2 separate regions of the Mus musculus genome follow, and region 1 is linked to region 2. The links are chromatin contacts, called in public promoter capture Hi-C maps. All regions are on one chromosome and are shown on one strand. Each heading gives the region's core, a stretch centred on a gene start, on an enhancer-like site or on the middle of the called end of the contact. The rest is flanking DNA. Distances are from core to core; before and after follow the strand shown.

Region 1 (7,333 bases), core at 3,603-6,102, 81 kb before region 2:
ATGTGGGAAGTAAAATCTTTGTTTAAATTAAACAGAGTATGCACCCTGAAAGCATTTAAAACTAGGTATATTTTTTGTTGCTTTCACTGGAAGTATGTTCTAAGAGAAAATATTAGGTAGAAATAGTTTCTATAAATTGTTAGCTATATCACTGTAGATATATAACTAAGACATTCACTTCTTATAAGGTAGGCAATTAAACAGGCTATTAATACTTCATTGCTAGAGCAAGGTATGATGGTACAGGTAGAGCAGGCAGATCTCTGTGAGTCTGAAACCAGCCTGGTCTACCTGTACCATCATCATACATAGTAAATTCCAGGCCAGCCAAAGTAACATAGTGAGACCTTGTCTTAAAAACAAAAAACCTCCTTGCTGTATAAATAATTACTAGAATAATCACTAGATACTTAATACTAAGAAGCAAAATAGAGAGATGGCTCAGTAGTTAGAAGACTGTACTATTCATTCCTACAGAAGACTCAGGTTCAAACCCTACCACACACATGGTGGCTCCATCCATAACAACAGTTCCAGGGGATCCAGTGTTGTCTTCTAAATTTCATGGGCGCCAGGTATACAAATGGCACACAAACACATTCATGTAGGATAAAACACTTATACTCATACACACACACACACACACACACACACACACACTCACTCTCTCTCTCTCTCTCTCTCTCTCTCTCTCTCTCTCTCTCTCTCTCTCTCTCTCCAGATGTCCAAGCATAAATTGTAACACATGTCTGCAGGCCTAGCACTTGGGAGACTCCAGCTGGAATATTACTTGAACCTAGGAGGTGTGGACTGGGATGGACAAAGAGTAAGAACCCATCTCATAAACCAAAATAAATAAATAAATCCTTAATGTGAATAGGCATACAGAAAAAAACCACAAAACCAAGAAATTAGACAAACTACAATGTAAACACTAACCATACAAATCAAGAATGAGATCATAAGCCGGACATGGTAGCACATTCTTTTACACTCAGCAGTGCAGATCTATCTACAAGTTTGAGGCCAACCTGGTCCTCAGAGCAAGTTCTAGTACAGCCAGGGCTACACAGAGAAACCCTTGAATGAATGAATGAATAGATGCATGCAAGAAGGGAGGAGGAAGGAAGGGGGGGAGGAGTAGATTACAGAAAAGATACCAACTGAATTCCACTACAGCTAAACCTGATCTACAAGTTTGAGGCCAACTTGGTCCACATAGCAAGTTCTAACTTGAGTTTCCACTCTAAAACTGTTTCTTTGGGATTTCCTATAGTCTTGTTTTAATTTTTGCATTTACTCACTCACTCTTTTATTCACTTGGTTTCAGTAATAAACATGGATGCACACAGCACAGCACGCTGGCAGAGGTCAGACGATAACTTTTAGGGAGTGCTTTCTCTCCTTCTGCTATGTGAGCCCTGGGGACCAAACTCACACCCCGATGGAGAGCTACTCCTCTCCTAGCCATCTTACCAGGTCATTCCCTTTGTTGGGTTCTTGTTTGTTCTTGTTTTTTAAAATTTGCTTATGGGTTGTTTTTTGCTTTGGTCAGTGTAGCCAAGGCTGGCCATGAGCACACAACAGCCTTCTGCCTTACCCTGCCAACCTCTTTATAACATGCATAACCCCCAGGCTAGCCTCCTAAGGTTTAAAAACAAAATATATCTTAACTGGGAGGGAACACAGATGAGTGTGATTTTACAGTAGGACTGAAAGACTAAGTTAGCAAATGAGGTACATTTGTAAAACCTGAGAGTTTTGAGTAACTGTTTAAGGTGATAAAAATGCTACTCACTGTGATCTGATTATAACAAATGGCATTTATGGATTGAAACATTACACTGTATCCCATAATACAAACACTTCTGCACAAGGACATCCAAGTGAAAATGAGACATTCTCAATTGCTCTCCATCTTATTTTAGAGACAAGATCTCTCACTGAGCCTGGGACTTAATTTGGCTAGAATGTCTGGTTTTCTGGACACTGGGATTAAAGGAAAATGCCAACTCATCCAGCTTTTTCTGTTTTTTGGTTTTGGGTTTTTTGTTTGTTTGTTTGTTTGTTTTTCTGAGGCAGGGTTTCTCTGTGTAGCCCTGGCTGTCCTGGAACTCACTCTGCAGACCAGGCTGGCCTGGAACTCAGAGATCCGCCTGCCTCTGCCTCCCGAGTGCTGGGATTAAAGGCGTGCACCACCACGCCCGGCTCATCCAGCTTCTTAACTTAACTTGGGTTCTGAAGATGCAAATTTGGGTTTTTTAAGCTCACAAAGACTTTACTGGTAGGCATCTCTCAACACTGGAAACAGTATTTGTATACAAATCTCATATATTTCAAATCTTTATATACACACAAATCAAATGGACTTTAAATAAGGACTATTTCCCCCTTTGCCAGCTTGTGTATGCACATGTGTGTGTGTTTTGGGGGTGGGGTGAGGGTGTCTACTATATTATATAACAAACCATTCAATAATATGATTCTCTAAAGGATGTCAACATATCCTAACAAGTGGGGAGGTTCTAACTATCCATTTCTTGTTTTCTCCTATTTGTTTCTGTTTTCCATGTGAGCATTTTGCCTCCATTTATGAGTTTCATGGCTATGCTCAATGGCTCCAGAGGTCTGAAGAGGGCATTGGATCCCCAGGAAATAGAGTTATGGATAACTGTGAACCACTCACTATGTGGGAGCTGGGGATGGAACCTGTGTCCTCTGCAAGAGCAACAGGTGCTCTTTACCACTAAGCCAGCTCTGTAGCCCCACTATCTGCTTCTTAAACTGATGAGTAAATCTGATTTTTTTCCTTAGGAGGGTAGCAGAGAAAACAAGTGATAGTTTCTCTTTCAGACATCCCATAGTAATTATAAAATCTAAACTCTGAAATTTGGAGTTTATACTCTCACTTTATACTTTATATTCTCATCAATTAAGTTTAGATTTTCGTAACATAAAGCAGTGGTCCTCAACCTCTAGCTCTCTTTGAGGGTTTAAGAAGCCTTACTTTCACAGGGATCACCTAAGACCAAAGGTAGGAAAACACAACTTACAATTTATAACAGTAGCAAAATAACAAGAAGTAGCAGTGACAATGACTTTCTGGCTGGGGTTGTGACAACATGAGGAACTATATTAAAGGGTCCCAGCATTAGGAAGGCTGAGAAGCAGTGACTTAGAGAATTGGAATGAAATCTACCTCAGTTTGGCTAAGGCTAGAGTTTGGAACTCGCGGTGCGTGATGACTCAGAGCTGAGAGACAGACAAGAATTAGGTGCAAAGCTCCGATCTCCAGTGCCATCCGCCGCAGAAGCACACCATCATCAGTTGTCAAGGGAGTAGCACTAAACAAGCTGCGAAGAACGTGGAAAGGAAGGGTTGGAAGCACATTGGCTGATGGAGACTGCAGAATGTGACCTTTGAAAGAGAAGAGGGAAAAATTAAAGACACTTGAAAATAATAAGCACTTACACATAGGGTCACAAGTAATAACAACAAAGCAAGGTTTTATCATTAAACTTATTAAAAAGCAGGCTGACTGTGAGACTGTTATCTTTATTAAAGTATCAAGAAAGTCTCTAGAACACAACACACACACACTCTGAAATTTTACAGATATGTAACAGCCATCAATGACAACAAAGATAATATGAACTAAATGTGAAATGAAATGTAATTTTTTTTTTATTTTAAAAGACAAGGTTCTCCATGTAGCCTAGGATGGCCTCCAATTTATAAAAGGCTGCTTGTCTCTGACTGCACCTCCTCACTACTGGGATAAAAAGTGTGCCAAGGAAGAAGAAATTTCCTACAACCATCAATCAGAAAGTGACTGGTGTCCTTTCAAATGGTTTTCCTATGAACAATAACAAGTAAAACTATTTTCTTTTGTACAATAGTTTTGTGTTGCTTTAATAAGAAAGTGATAAACACAAGCAATAAAGCACCATATGAGCAGAATGAGTGCTGAAAAAATGAAATTATGCATCACAGAAGCCATTCCTTGGACTTCTGTGTGCAATCTAAGTCCACTCTTTCCCCTTTGCTGCTTATGATCGATCGGCAGTAAAATGTTATTGAGTGAACAATTAAGAGGGATCCAAATGAAAGTGAATTTTCCTAACTACCTCAACTGCGATCAGTCAATCTCTTATTGCATTAAATAACAGCATGAAATAAGAACAATCATTATATTTATTATATATATTTATTAAATATAATAAACTTTATATGTATTACATATACTATATATAATACAGTATAATATAATAATCTTAGCTCTCTTCTCTTTGTTCAAAATAATGCTACAGATTTATGCTTTTTGCTTTTCTCCATTTCCTTGTTTTGTTTCTATAGTACAGGAGATTGGACTTTGGCCTTGTTGCAAACACTAATCCAAGTTTAGTGTTTCAAACACTTCAACAGATTTTCTTTCTTTTTTTTTTTTTTTTTAAATGTACTTATTTATTGTATATGAGTACACTGTAGCTGACTTCAGACACACCAGAAGAGAGCATCAGATCCCATTACAGATGGTTGTGAGTCACCATGTGGGTACTGGGAATTGAACTCAGGACCTCTGGAAAAACAGTCAGTGCTCTAGATTTTCTTTTGGGGGTGGATTTTTTTTTTTTAATGCCCCCATTCCTCATAATAGTTTAATCAATATTAGGTATTCATAATCCTATAACAACTTCTCTTTCATTGCTTCTCCATGCAGACCCTCATGTATCCAGGCTGTCACTAAACTCAGTACATCGTCAACGGCAGTTTGGAAACCTGATCCTTGTGCTACTGAGCTCTTGAGGGCTGGGATTGCGAACACGTGCCCACCACAACAGTTTAGAAGTGCCTTTCATACAGATTTGAATGTGCTAGCTCCTCCCCGCCCAAATACTCAAACAAAGCTTACAACTCTTCTGTTCAAAATACTCTCCCTAAATTAAATTTTGCTTATCCTTCAGAGCACCACCCAAAACTGCTACCCAGCTTCACACTTACACATCTGTAAGAAACTGCCTCACACATCTGAGGCTCCCAGAATACTCAGCGCCAGTCCTCCTCTAAGCTGTCAGAGTCAGTATGTTCTCATACCTACTACACAGCCACTAGTCCTACTTCCTGGTCACACGATTCCAATGTCACTTACTATAAACTTAATATGAAATTTCTTAGGATTACCATATTTAATACCGAAAAACTCAATAAAAATTACAAACCATGTAAATAGCTTTACTATAAAACAAACAGTTAAGAAGAGAAAATAATCTAGACAAATGTATCCACCCTGTTTGTGTAGTGTTGATAAATGTAAGCAGTAACTGGAAACACTTACTGCCTTCTCCATCATCTGTAACTCCCAACACCAATCGAAGAAGGCACTGGGCATGCTTCCTCTCTTTCAGGAGCACTTCAGCATAGCCCGGAAGACGAAGAAATAATCCAAAAGCAGCCAGAGAATGGGCAGGTATGGGAGACGTGGCTTGCACCGCTGACTTAACAGGTGGAGGCTCAGCTGCAATGGTTTCTGGAGCTTCATAAACCAGTTCACCTGATTGTTCTATGGTCACCCATTCAAACTGATCACTATCCTTTGGCTTTTCCTGAGTGGTGGAAGCGATCACTGGAGCACTCACCTAAAGAAAAAGAGACAGTTCAGTACTGGGCTTCGGATGAACTCTTCGTGTTTTAAAAACATGGTAACAAATACCAAGAAGAGTATGGCATCACAAGTATGCCAGTATCTACCAAGTGCATCCATGTCAGAACAGCATCTTCCTATTCATAGTCAGTGAATAACTACAGACGAACTTTAAAACAGACAAACAACCTGTAGTTCACTAACCTAATTCACTCATTTTTCTTTTATGAACTGTAATATAAATATAGCCAGGATTATCTGATCTGTAACTTCCAAAAATTATAAGAAACCATAGGTTGAGAACCACTGGTGTAGATTGTAATCCAAATCATGCAAAAGAAACATATAGTGGGTTTTCTTTCTTCTTTTTCCTTTTTGTTTTGTTTTGTTTTGTTTTGTTTTGTTTTTTGTTTTTGAGAAAAGGTATTGCTATCTGTAGCCCAAAAAAAATGAACTCAAGCTGGCATTCTGTCCATAGCTCTTCAAGTGCTAAAATTACAGGTATATGCCAGGATACCCAACAGATTTTTCCATTTGTCCGTAAAACATTCCAGAGACAACTGGAAAAACTTTGCATTAACATGAAAGAACATGAAAAGTACACAAACATCAAATGACAGGAAGAAGATAAAACTGATGTGAGCTAAAATAATGATTTAAAACTATCTACATTGGAAATGGTATCAAAAAGAGCAGAAGTTAAATAAGGCATAAATATGAGTGATTCACTATTATTTTACTCTCTCATTTACAGTAATAACCACAATCAAAACCACATCCAAGCTACATACAGAAAAGAGAATGTTAGTGTGATGATCATAACAACATCATGGGAAAGTCATAAGAAACGAGCTTCCATATTCCCAGCTGATGCTCATATATTCTATAGAAGCCAATCTGTGACTTATCCATTGATCAAAAATTATAAGGCCAAGAATATTCCTAAAAGGTTATTGCAAGTAACTTAAAGAACAGAAAACATCACTATACCATGTGCACCGTGGTAGAAGGCTTAGCTTACCTGCTGAATCACTTCTGGATAGAGCATGGGCAGTCTCTCTGCAATAAGAGCCAGTCCACCCATTCCTGCAAAAACTTGTAATGGTGACTGAATAGGACAGGTTTCCAGCAAAGATTCATCCAATACTCCATCCATGCACTCATCACTCGGGGTAAGAGCCTCATCCTCTGGACAGCTGCCAACTAAGTCTCCATGATCTATACAATACACAAAAACTCAGTATGTAAGAAACAACCTATGTGTGTGTGTGTGTGTGTGTGTGTGTGTGTGTCTGTGTGTGTGTATATATATACACACACACAGACACACACACACACACAATATGCTTTCATTTATAAAAAACATACACTGTACAAAAAGAAAGAGCAACAGTGGCAAAGAGAAAGTTCGGAGGGCTGGAGAGATGGCTCAGCGGTTAAGAGCGCTGACTGCTCTTCCAAAGGTCCTGAGTTCAAATCCCAGCAACCACATGGTGGCTCACAACCATCCGTAACAAGATCTGATGCTCTCTTCTGGAGTGTCTGAAGACAGCTACAGTGTACTTACATATAATAAATAAATAAATAAATAAATAAATAAATAAATAAATAAATAAATAAATATTAAAAAAAAAAGAGTGGCGAAGATGCTCAGCAGCTGTGCAACAAAATCCGATGCTCTCTTCTGGAGTG
Region 2 (7,324 bases), core at 1,972-4,471:
CAATGGACACTACCAATACAGCAGCAAGTAGCTCTGGGGTAACTACTATACACTACACATAACAACATATATTAACATGTCAAAAGGCCAGTAGAAAGGACTTCAAAGTTTTTTCCACAAAGACATGATGAGTGAGGAGATAAATGCACTTGACATGATGTAAACATTATGCAAAAGTATTACTTAATATATAGATCTATATTACTCAATATACAGATGTATTAAATATGAGTAACAATGAATAATGCTTCTAGCTTTTGTTCATGTTACAATTATTTTTAATAATAATTTTTATAGCTAAAGAAATGGCAAAGTCCATAAAGAGTAGAGTTTGGATCCCCAGTAAACATCAAAAGGTATGATGGCCACTTGAAACTTCAGTGCTCAAAAGCCTGAGAGGGGACACGAGGAACAAGCTGGCTACTAGAACAGCTGATCAAAACCTGGACACAACTGAGAGACCCTGCCTCAATGGAACTGGAGAGTTTGAGAAAGGCTCTCAATGTCAGCCCTGGAACTGCATGCACAAGCTTACACATAGGGGAAATTATTTGTTTTAGCTCTCCAGAACTTGGTCTTCATGACAAACCTGAAATCCCAGCATTGAAGAGAGTTCAAGGACAGCCAGGAAAATCAACTATCACAAGAGACTGCTTCTGCTACTGTCCTAACTCTAAGAATATATAAATCTACTTTCAAATTCTTACTAAATTGTATCTCTCATCAAAAAAATTTAAATAATTAAACCCTTATTGCATTCTATACATATTAGGTTCCTACAAGTATGTGTCCTGGGCCAAATTACTGAAGCACCATTTTGGGCAAATTATGGCAAGATGGCAACTTCTCAGATCCTCCATACTGAATACTACAGGAATTCATTTTATATTATTTTATTTTTTGTTTTGTTTTGTTTTTCGAGACAGGGTATCTCTGTATAGCCCTGGCTGTCCTGGAACTCACTTTGTAGACCAGGCCGGCCTCGAACTCAGAAATCCGTGCGCCACCACCCCGAGCAGAGAATCCATTTTAAGGTTCTTCAGCTTTTGTTATACTCTGACAACGCAGTATACACAGTTTAAAAGACGTTATTAACAACACACTGAGCAGAATGCCTCTCTGCCATTCATTAGCCCTGTGATTAGTTACTGAACTCTCCTTCACTTAAGTTTACTGATCTGCAAAATGGGCTCTACAAAAAGCATATGCACTGAAAAGTAGGTGTGATCACTAAGAGTAACAAACTAGTGCACATGATCCTAAGTTAAAATTCCCTGGAACTTTCTAGTACTTAGAAGAGCTACTCTCAAGTCTCACGTGACCTTCAAAGTTTTATCTTTCTGAAATTATGCTGAATGTTCCTACTTTATATCTATTTACTATTATTTTAATGTACTTTGAAGATTTTTCCCCCTTTCTGGGTATTAAACTAGATGTAGCTCAAATTTGTAATCTGAATCAATTAATGTATAAGCTACTACCCTCTTTGGCAAAGCCCTAGAAATGTACTTAAAAAAATACTCAGCTTAATAACTTAATAACTTAATAACTCCAAAAGCACAGATAGAGGTAGCTTTTCTTAAATCCACCAACTCTTCATTATACTCATCTAGGCTTCAAGAACTGTGTGGCCCTTTAATTCCAACTAACCTATCGACAGCAAAGAGTATTTGTTATGATTCAAAATGCCAGTAGTATTTGTGAAAATCTATAGTGCAGTTATTTGATTTACACACACACACACACACAATATATATATGGGGGGAATGGTGCACAATATCCAAAAGGGGGTCTCAAATGTTTCAAAACTAATTTTTATCAGCCAAAGCTTATAAGAAAAGAAGACCAGCAGGGAGTGGTGGTACACACCTTTAATCCCAGCATTTGGGAGGCAGAGGCAGGCAGATTTCTGAGTTCGAGGCTAGCCTGGTCTACAGACTGAGTTCCAGGACAGCCAGGGCTACACAGAGAAACCCTGTCTCGAACCCTCCCCACCCCCACAAGAAAAGAAAAGAAAAAAAGACCAAGTATCTTATCATCTTACAAAACTAAAGACTATTTGCTAAGTTGTTTTTTCTAGAAGTAATCTGTGCCAGAAACTGTATATAAATTATTTGATTATAAAAAGCCTAAGCAACAGACTATAGGAGCCAGAGTAGAAAAAACACATCTATAAGTGAACTATGGAGGCCTTTGCACACAGGTGCAGCAGTGGGGGGGCTCCCTGACTATAGGTGACAACACACACACACACACCCTTGCTTTGTAGCTGCCATGACAGGAGCTTCCCTAACTATTCATATGTGCCCAGCTGTGACAAACTAACATCTCTGAAACCATGTGCCCAATAAGTCCTTCCTCCCTCAGCAGCTTGTGTGCTCTCATACACAAGGGCCCTCTTATCCAAGTTGCTAAGGAAACTAGGTCCACAAATGTAGGTAGTCAGTATTCACAAAGTTCCATGATACTTGAAATTGAGCAAAGCTCTATCTTGCTACACAATCCAGGCTGGCCTCAAACTCATGACCCTAGAGTTTCACCATCCTAAGTAAACGTTTACACTCAGCTGAGAAGATACTTTCTGAGGACTTACTAAGCTAATTACAATAGATTTCTTGCCTAGGAAAGTTTAAAAAATAAGTTTAAAGGCATTAAAAACAATATTTCCTAGAAAGAAAAACTAACCTCTTACATGGATCTAAAATTCACACTAGATAATGTACATAGACAAATGCCACCAAAGGTTTCTCAGAAGAATCAAGCAAGCAGCTCACCTTTGGTGCACGCACACAGCCTGTCTGTGCCTGAGCAGTAAATGACAGAAACAAATGTATCCTGTTCTTCAGTGCCCTCCTTTTTGGGAGGCTCCACTTTGGCCAAAATTTCGAAGTTTGAAAGGTCTAATACTTTCACGTATCCTCCCTGAGTGGTTACTACCAGGTGTCCAAGCGTAGAAATGTCAGACTTTTTTTCTCTTTCAATCCCATTCTTTGAGGCTAACTGCATTTCCTCAGCAGGTTCCTCACAGTCATCCTCTCGATTATCCAGTATATCTGGTGGAAGCAAAATGAGCGAGGTAATTGTGTCCTGGGGATCTTTGATATGTTGGATTTTCACGGGCTCCTCTTCTAAAGTCACTATTCGAGTGGTATAGTTCATCTTGTAAAGAACTAAATATCCACCACTGACGACATTCCTCTGCTCCGGCCGGATGAGCAGATGCTCCGGCACATCTGCTGGTGACTCATGTTGGATCACACTGATATTTGCACCATTCACTACAGCAAGATTGGATTCCAGATCACCTTTACGTCTATTACATAGTGCAGAGTTTAATTTATTTAAATTATTCAAGGCCTCGACTTGATTTATTGCACTCAATGATTCCACAGAGCATGTCCGCAGTCCTACCAACAAATGAATTCCATCAGCACAAGGAGTTATAGAGTCTATACAAAGAGTCTCCTCCTCTGCAAACTTTGGTAGCCTCAAGCACTGCACCAAAGCCCCAGGCTTGGGGAACACAGAGTTCCACTTCTCGGAATCTGGAGAAGTGAGGCTGGCGGCTGCATCTGCAAACTGCTGGATGTAAGTCACAGGCGGATCCTGTAACAACAGCTGCTCCTGGTTGTCCAGCTCCATTTCAATAATCTGAGGAACTGTAAAACCGTCATCGTGCAAACTTTTACTCATGATATTGTTCATCTGTGAAAAGATTTTTCCTGCTTTCTCATCAGATTCTTTGATACTATAAAGAAGTAACACAGGTAAAGTCCTCCTGACCAGAGGAGAATTCAGCTCTGAATTTGTGCAGGATTCATTGTCAGTTGACCCTTGTTCTGATATACTTTCGCCCTGAGTTCTGCTTAAACCATCCAGTGACCTGTGAGAATTACTACTAATGGGTGAGGTAGCAGGAGACTTATATGTTAATAAACCTCCAGCCAATAAACAGGGGAAGGGAATGTTGTGTTGTTCCTGGTGCTTTTCCTTTGTCTTTTCACTCTTAGAGTTCGTTAGGGAGGGGTTTGCCCCAAGTTCTTCAAGATCCTTAACAGTATCTTCAAGCACATTAGCCACAATCTCCCACTGCAGTTTTTCTGGCTGCTGGAGAATGCTGAGAGCTGTTATATCAAGGCTTACTTCCATGGCTTCCTTCTGTGATGTATGCCCTTTGAAAAGAAAAATATATCACATTAGATGCAGCAGCTGTGGTCATGTAAATCACTATCAGTACTTCAGTGAGGTTTTCCTGATTCATCTGACCTATGTGTTACTAAAGGACTCCATGGCCACAGGATAGATCAGCAGGAAAAGGCTCTTGCCCTGAAGCCAGACTCAGCTTGATGATCACTGGGACCCACGAGGGAGAAAAATGAAACTACTTCCTGCATGCTATCCCGCTGACCTTCACATGTGCCAATACATACATGGAAACACAAAAATTAAATATTTTTATATCCAATATTTTAAAAGAAATTTAATCAAATGTCAGATGACCTTACATATGAAAACTTAAAAAAAGACTACTCAAGAAATTCAAAATTATTTTCAACTCAAATACATTTTGTAGAGAAGAAATTGATTCTTAAGTCATGGCAAATTATTACTATATTATTTAGTTATTGCTTTAAATTGATGCTAAAAGAATAGAATTTCTGGACTTCATTTCTAAACCAAAAATACACCCAATATTCTTTGTGTATTATAATTAATTGATTCTCTCAAATACCTAAGAAAAATATCATAATCTCAGTTCCTTTCTTTTTAATACTTTAAAATTCAAGCACCATTTCTTCCATTGCTCCACAATGCTGGCGGTCACAGAGACAAAACCCCACCAGAGACAGCAACCAATTCTCCACTCAAACACTGAACTGAAAATTCTCTCAACCAATTTTGATTATTTTTTAACTTTCCCAACAGTATGAATCAGTCAGTAAAAACAGTGGGGGGAGAGAAAAACATTCCAATGATAGGCAAAAATAAAGAAAAGATAAAACTGCTTTTATAACTAGGTATGACAATAAGAGGCATGAAAATATTAAATGATGTGGCTATATAAAAACTGAAACAAGTAAGTAATGAGCAAGGGATCCGTAGAACAGCACTTAGGCGTCCTGATACTATACTATCCAGTCTCTTCAAGATTCACTTACAGGGTTACCCAGAATTTTAAGACAATCTGGATTATCTTACTAACTTACTATTATTACTAACCTCTACAGCTGAAACATTTTCTAACTGAAGCTGAAGAGTGATCAGCTCATTCCCCTGAACTCTGTGGTTATAATAACAAATAGCCATCTCACTGAATGGCACTGTCTACACATACTTTCCCGATTGGAAAAAAAAGGAAAGTATTTGTGTAAGTTTAATTAATTAAAATCTATTTCCTTGAAATGCTTACCTATTGGATGTACTAAATTTAAAAAGCTAACCTTTTAAAGTTATGCCAAAAAAATTATCCACATAGAATAGTTTTAATCTATGTATATATTAACTGAAAATAAATACACAAAGCACATAAAATTAGGACAATATTTAAGGTAAATAGTATGCACAATGAAGCTGTTTAAAAAGAAACAATCAGCTACGCTGGGTGGCTCACTGCTGCAATCCCAACAGGAAAGACTGAGTGGGGAGGGTTACTCTGAGTATGAGGCCGCTCTGCACTACAGTGAGTGCTGAGATACACTGAGACCCTGCTCAAAAGAAGCAAACAACTAGAAAAATAAATAAACAAAGAAAAACATAGCAAGTAGCTCTAGTATTGTACTTCCTCTTATAAGCACTGAATGCATGCACATCTGGGACGAGGGATAATCCACTATGAGACTCTGACATCTCTTAACTCTGCCCCTCCTCTTCAGTGTGTGTTTATGGTGCTCTGGAAGGAACACAGGGCTTCCTGCATATCAGGTAACCACTCTGCCACAGCCTGGCCCTTCACTCAAAGTCTGCTAGACAACGACTCTGGGAAAGCCTTCTGTCCCTGGCTTTCTTACGTAGCACCAAAGCCAGTTTCTAACAGCCACATGTCCTGATTTTGTCTTGGCTGTCTTCTAAAGCCATCAACGTTCAATCTGTACTCGATTCTCCAGCCAGCCCTTGTTTTCAGCCTTCATGAGAAGTCATGTTTCCTTGACTCAGATATATTATTCAGAAACAAACTTTTCTCTTTGAAATCAACTAAGAACTTTCAAAACTTATAATCTTAACCAAAAACAGATGCCTCTTATTGTGCACTCTTAATTCTGAGGTTAATATTGCCTACAATTTAACTACGTCATTCAAATTAAGACTAGGCTCAAATTAATTTTAGAACTCCACTTAGAGGAGTTCTAAAAAGGCATCTAAAATTTGTAAGACAATTCAGGATGAGACTACATCCCTCATTACTATCAGGTTTAGATGTTTACTCCATAATCCTCCAAAAGATTACTGGAATAAAAGTATAAGTTAGAACCTATATTTTTGAAATTAGTCTTAAACGAAAATATTTTCCTATGAGCAAACAGCCTACTTACAAACCATCAAATCAACTAGGGCTAAGAGGATGGCATTGTCAGTAAAATGCATGCCTTGAAAGGAAAGCATGAGGGACCTCAATGCAGTCCCCAGAACCTATGTACAACAGGTCAGACAAGCATACTTGTAACCAGCACTAGGGAGGCCAAGACGAGCAGGTCCCTGGGGCTCACTGGCCAAAGAGTTTAGTCTAGTACTAATTAACTCTAAGTTAATGAAAGATTCTGCCCAAAAGAAAGAAACACATGCACATAAACACACACATGCACACACACACACACTGGAGGTGCCTCCACACACGTAAACTCACATTTATGTACATACATATACTAAATACAAATAAAGGGATATATTAAGGGATATTAAGGGATATTTAAATTTTTAAAGTGAAAGGATTTTACTCCTTACTGCTATGATCTTTTAATTCTATTCAAAGACAATACTTCTTTAAAAATGTATCATATGTACCAACAAGAATTAAGGCCCTGGATAACACTACATACCTTTAATCCCAAAACTCAGGGGACAGAAGCACAAAACTCTGTGAGTTCAAGGCTAGTATGATCTATACAAATTCCAAACTAGCCAGAGCTACATAATGAGATGCTGTCTCAAAAGAAAATATATGATAAATGTCTACATATTAGAAACTGAAGTACATCCTAAGGCAGTGTAGAAAATCAAACAAGCACAGATGAAAAACACAATGATAAAAGAAAGTAAAGAATATAGACCAAATGCAAGTATTATTTTGGGAAGTGAGACAGCATCTTGCTATATAGTCCAGACTAGG

Evidence for each region. Capture Hi-C pulls out chosen DNA fragments and counts their contacts.
Region 1: a promoter capture Hi-C map of adipose tissue shows a contact between it and region 2. The contact joins two enhancer-like sites. A contact is called at or near these places in 12 of 39 promoter capture datasets (the 3T3-L1 cell line, 3T3-L1-derived adipocytes, the C10 cell line and 6 more), 1 of 15 datasets of contacts at CTCF or cohesin (the NIH/3T3 cell line), 7 of 484 Hi-C or Micro-C datasets (CD8 T cells, the CH12 cell line, the HPC-5 cell line and 4 more), 4 of 115 datasets of contacts at active chromatin or transcription factors (the HPC-7 cell line, embryonic fibroblasts, embryonic stem cells and 1 more) and 4 of 9 other capture datasets (adipose tissue, embryonic stem cells, liver and 1 more).

What each region holds. Positions count from the first base shown.
Region 1 is chr17:74,658,685-74,666,017 of GRCm38.p6, reverse strand. It overlaps Birc6 (baculoviral IAP repeat-containing 6), which reads right to left. Exons shown (of 73, transcript NM_007566.3): 60 at 6,663-6,859; 61 at 5,336-5,636; 62 at 3,200-3,417. Among named protein-coding and RNA genes, the nearest start is that of Ttc27, 55 kb to the left of the region's middle. Within about 2 kb of position 4,852, at least 2 of the 459 cell types and tissues checked have an H3K27ac peak or open chromatin away from gene starts, as enhancers often do.
Region 2 is chr17:74,576,013-74,583,336 of GRCm38.p6, reverse strand. Birc6 (baculoviral IAP repeat-containing 6) reads right to left here. Exons shown (of 73, transcript NM_007566.3): 9 at 2,775-4,172. Among named protein-coding and RNA genes, the nearest start is that of Birc6, 51 kb to the right of the region's middle. Within about 2 kb of position 3,221, at least 6 of the 459 cell types and tissues checked have an H3K27ac peak or open chromatin away from gene starts, as enhancers often do.